Linked DNA regions of Anas platyrhynchos: region 2 is linked to region 1. The links are chromatin contacts, called in public Hi-C maps. All regions are on one chromosome and are shown on one strand. The core of a region is the stretch at or near the end of the contact, and the rest is flanking DNA. Distances in the headings are between cores, read along the strand shown. Region 1 overlaps LOC113842709 (a long non-coding RNA gene). Region 2 overlaps LOC113842709 (a long non-coding RNA gene).

Region 1 (2,540 bases), core at 21-2,520:
AAAAAAAAAGTTCCTTTTTACTTTTGATTTGTTACTGTCTTTGTATTTCCTCTGTTCAGACTTAAGCAATAAACAAGCCATGGTCACATTCATTCTCGGTCAGTTTTACGTTCCCCCTCCCCCTTTTTCTTTTTAATTATTAGAAATCATTTCTGACAGCAACACCCCCTCCCACAGTGCTATATGACCATGAACAATGCCCAGAACAGAGATCTACCCTTGGTTTTCTTATAGAGACAGTAGCTCCTTCTGATGTGTCTGTTCTCCGCCTTCCACACTTGTTAGAGGGGATGAGTCCCTTCAGCACACTAAGCAAAAACACCATAGCTACTCAGTGCCATTCTGGTGAGGAAAGCTGAGTTTTCCTAGCTTCATAATGCCAAGTCCAGGGCAGATTGGTGAATAGCTATGAGGTTTGATGAAACAGGTTCTGAAAGTGTGAAAATTGTTCTCAGGTACTGCCAATAGAAGCTGGTTTAATTTACAATCATATTCCTATTCCTAGGTTGAAGTTTTCATCCTCTTGCTCTTACATGAATATCAAAATTACCATGCAGAAACAGAAAAACAGGAGAAAAAAAAGCACCATAATTTAAGGTTTCCATCCACATTTGCTTTTATTAAAGTACATTTTTCCTTTTTTTATATTTTTTTCTTCTTTTGTATGTGTTTAAAAAAAAAAAAAAGTTTGGGGAGGGTTGGTTTGATAAATTTAGCCACACTAACCTGGCCACATCAGATACTGGGAAGCTAGAGGAGACAACAGCTGCGAGGTACGCTGAGGAGGATACGCGTGCATTATCTCCCCGTACGTTCCCCCCAGAGAAGGATGCGGGCATCCCACAGTACAGCATTTAGCACGTGCCTTCACCACGCAGTTTGCATTCAGTTCTCTCTGCCCTTTGCCCGGTGATTTAGCTGCCGCAGGGATGGGACACGAGTCCTCGGCCACCGGGCTGCAATTCCCCTGCCCACAAAAGTCACCCAAGGGAGCCTGGCCAGAGCTCCCGGTGGCCCTGGGGGCAGCAGCAGCCTGCCTTGCTCCAGCGGTCCCCCTCCTCCAGCTGGTACCCAGAGCCATGCAGGGCCTTCAGGTCTCAGCACCCTACAGGGATGCACACAACCTGTGGGTTAGAGGCAAGCAACCCACGCAGCACATCCTTCCCAATTCCTGATTAAAAGTCACACGAGGAGAGCCTTCGCTGTGCATCCTGCCCGCTGCGGATGGACGGACGGACGGACAGAAGTGCGGGCGCTGTAATTCCGTGTAGTTTCCCTCCCTCTAGCGATAGAAACAGAGATTGCGGGGCACTCCTCGAGGGCTCGGAGCAGAGCACAGGGGGCTGCGAGGAAACCCCCCGCAGCTCCAAGCCAAGGCAGCTGCCCTTTGGCAGAAAGGTACGTGTTGGGAGAGCACCACGGCCCCAAAAGGGGGGCTCGGCAGCCCCACGGCCCCATTTCCACCCGCAGAAGGAATCCCCTCTACCAAAATCAGGGGCAGGACCTCTGGCTTTGACCCACAAGGCACAGAAGAGAACCAAACGGGATGCTGTGCGTGAGTCACTCCGGCTTTCTCGTTGTTTTGTCCAGGTTTAGCCTTTGCGGGGCTCACAGAGGAGCGTGTGTCTTTGCCACACCACTTGGCAGGGCTTTTCAAATATTTACAAAGTGTATTCGGTACCCCCTGCTAATAATAGCCCAATGGGTCCCCAGATAGAGCGCCAGAGACTGAGGCGCTCTTGTTGCGGCTGTCGTGTCGCAGCCCGGCTGCACAATGCTGAAAGGCTCCTCAGTTCGTGTAAAAGGCCAGGAGACAGGGAAACAGATCGCAGAGGTTCCCGAGGCTGTTATTTTAGGAAACGCAGCCCCAGTGGCGGAACTGCAAACTTTCTCCAACCAGAAGTTGTGTGAGGTCTCTGATCCTTACTCACTTTTGTTCAGCTTGCTTGCTGGAGACTAGGAACAAAAAGCCTTAGAAGCAAACAAGCTAGCCGGAAAGCTATCTCGGGCTTACCCCTCTGAAGGGTAAAATATTTCAGCTTTGACCATGCCATATTTCTGATACCAGATGCCAAAACTGAAAGCCATAGTTTCAAAACACCCTGCCCTAGGAGCTGAGCTGTACAACCAAAGCCCATCTATACAACAGGCAAAAGCAGGGCCTAATCTGTTGCCTAATTTGTCAATCCTAAACCACCTAGAGCTACTCAGACTTGAAGAAAGAAAGCATGTTTGCTTGTCATGGGCTGACAAGGGAACCAAGCAGATCTTGTCTGACCATTTGTAAAGGGAACCCCATTTCCCAAAGTGTCCACAAGCCCAAAGCCCACACTTCATTTGGGTTGAGATCCTGGCATGGATGTTGGCCTCATGCAGCTGTACGGTGATGGTCAACCCTGCCAGCACTATGCTGACACCCGTGAGGCTTTTGGGGCTTACTGCCACATGGAGGCACCAACACAGAACCAATGTAATCCGAACTGCTGCTCTGGCTGGGTGGCCAGGCCCATTTTCAATCTTTGTATCCATCCATTAAAATT
Region 2 (2,540 bases), core at 14-2,513, 150 kb before region 1:
CGACGTGATCATCAGCAGCACGCTTGGCCAAAGGTAGGGAATGTTCATACTCTTCTACCGTCACCAGACCTGTAGCTGTGTGACAGGTAGGTAGAGGTACACCAGACAGGATGGAGTATTGCAGGAAGGATCACTTCTCCTTGGGGCTAACACAAGGGTATACTTAATCAAATTAGAGCCTATAAGAAAATACCATCTTTCAGGTAGAAGATACTGTTCTTCAGCTGAATATTGCTCTCCAGGCTACATAATCTAGTCTGCTGAACCAAGAAACCACCAGTGTCGACCTAATCCAGTTGACATTGCTGTTTCAATAGTAGTTGCACATGCCTAAGAAGCTACCGTGTTTAGTGGAAGGAGTCTCCTTGCAGGGGTGCAGCTTCCTGGTGGATTTATGTGCTCTGCCACGGCCTGAGCACTTTCCTGTAGCAGCCCTTGGATCAGAAATATAGACTTCTTAATGCGGACAGCACTGCCAGATCAAGACAGCTGCGGTGACATTGGATGGGCTGAATCTGTGCAGCCAGATCAAAACGTCAGCACAAATGCTGCATGAATTCATAACATTCACATACTAAAGTTTCTTGCAAGAAAGTTAAATAGCAGGAGAAAGGATTTCTTTGCTCCTGCTTGCCAGTGACAGCTGCGTTTTCATAACGCCAGTCTGGAGCAGCTCTGTATGTGTGCTTCGCCCCTTTGAGGCTCTTCGAGATGCCTGTCTATCAGGCATGGGAAAACTCCCTTTCCCAACACTGACTGTGAGCAGTGAAGCAGGAGGAGTGAAAGTTGTGTCACAGCAAAACAGCCCTCCGCACGTGTGCATGTGTCTGCATCCCTTCCATCTTCTTTCTATAGTACCTCCATGCCCTTGAACGTGCCAGTGCCCATCCCAACGTGTGGGTCTAGAATTCAGTCCCTGTGTAACTTCTGAGAAAACATAAATTGATAGGTCAGACAGATCACTTTTTTTTTTTTTTCTTTTTTTTCGACTCCACTCATTCTGTTCTGCCCAGAGCATAACAGAAGTTGCCTCAGCTTATGACGATACCCTCAAGCCCCAAGGACGCTGGTGGTAAGGATGGGGCAGCCCCATCTGACAGTGCCTTCGCAGCACAGCTCCACTGGAGCTCCTGCTGCTACTCTGGGCCCATGTCTCCCACTTCAGCTTTCCCTGGTGTAAAATGGGCCCAGATACAGTAATCCAGCTACCCCAAACACCTCGCAGCACCCATTCAACTCCAACACCACCAATACTCCTAGTGCGTGCTTCAGCTACTAATACCTGAAAATTTACACATCCTATTTACCCACCTACCCCACAATGGTGGGGTCTGAGCTGACTGAACACATGTAGCGATTGAGCCTGCAAGCTCTTTCTACGAAAGCAAAGCCAACAGCCCCTCATAAAACTGAACTGTCCCTTAGATTCCCCGGTGTCACCCCCACTTCTCCCCCCAGCAATAAACAGCTCCTCAACGCACAGCACAACCGCATAACCCCCTGGTGAAAGCTGTGTGCTGGAAACCGCTGGCGAGGAGCGATATTTGGGTTGGGTTGGTCCGAGGAGGCTGAAGCGGAGCTTTCCCCGCAGACCCCCCACCCTCCATGTCCCACCGCCCCCTGCCCGTGCTAATGGCGCCCGTCCCCCCCCGCCATTGAGCGGCCAGCGGCCGCCGGGCTCCCCCTAGGGGCGGCGGGGCGCGGGAGGCGGCGTTGCCGGGAGACGCCTCAGCATGAGGAGGCCCGTGGCTCCGTCAGTCAAAAAAATAAAAATAACTGCAGGCTCCGGTCCAACAGCGGGGCTGAAGGCACCGGGTATTGCCCGGGCTTGGGCTTACTGCCCAAGAGGGCCGCAGGTGGGAGTCGGGGGTGAGGGCTGCGGGACACAAAGCCCTCAGGGGTCTGTGAGCTTCACAGGCACTGTCACAAGCCAAGGTGGTCAGCCCCTGATGCAGCATCAACAGCAGTATTAATGAAATTACTGAAATTCAGCAGTAATCGTGGCATGCGCATCTCACCTTGACAGGCAGAAAACTCTGGAATAACCATAGCTGCCACACACTATAGCTACCAGAACATGAGACCCATTAGTTCATACCCAGTTTCCTGTGGAAAGTTAATTAATATGATCATCCCACAAGCAGCTCGGTGCTCTGTGAGCTCTGCAGGCCTGTGAGGTGCAGGATCTGGGGGCTCTGGAGCTGTGCTGCTAACAGGTGAAAAATCCCATCCTGGTCTGGTTGCCATGATGACTCCTCGAGCGGTGGGAGTGAGCTGCTGCACTCAAACTGCACCAAAGCCACTTGTAGTGAAAAGAGGACATGTGGCTTAGCTGGAAAGAACCTCAGAGGCTGGTCATTTGTGGTTTTTAGAGCCACAGAAAGCTGCTGAACACACAAAAGGGCTGCAGTTGTACCTGGGTGCACCGATCTCTGCCGCTGTCTTCTGGTGGACTGGGCATACAGTTGTGTCCTTGCCTTCTGAAGACTTTTTCCCTGGTCAATAGGGGTTTTTGCTTAGGCTTTCACAAAATTCTGACG

Evidence for each region. Hi-C and Micro-C count contacts between places; a contact is called where the count stands out from the background.
Region 2: a contact with region 1 is called in a Hi-C map of subcutaneous adipose tissue, with 2.6 times the contacts expected there. The contact joins two enhancer-like sites. A contact is called at or near these places in 3 of 8 Hi-C or Micro-C datasets (F1 follicle, small yellow follicle and subcutaneous adipose tissue).

Annotation. Positions count from the first base shown.
Region 1 is chr2:108,541,426-108,543,965 of IASCAAS_PekinDuck_T2T, reverse strand. The region is part of intron 2 of LOC113842709 (a long non-coding RNA gene); the gene reads right to left. Among named protein-coding and RNA genes, the nearest start is that of RNF144B, 120 kb to the right of the region's middle. Within about 2 kb of position 1,270, at least 3 of the 8 cell types and tissues checked have an H3K27ac peak or open chromatin away from gene starts, as enhancers often do. A contact at or near this core is called in subcutaneous adipose tissue, where this site is marked.
Region 2 is chr2:108,688,169-108,690,708 of IASCAAS_PekinDuck_T2T, reverse strand. The region is part of intron 5 of LOC113842709 (a long non-coding RNA gene); the gene reads right to left. All of the region lies in intron 2 of LOC140001558 (a long non-coding RNA gene), which reads left to right. Among named protein-coding and RNA genes, the nearest start is that of RNF144B, 270 kb to the right of the region's middle. Within about 2 kb of position 1,263, at least 3 of the 8 cell types and tissues checked have an H3K27ac peak or open chromatin away from gene starts, as enhancers often do. A contact at or near this core is called in subcutaneous adipose tissue, where this site is marked.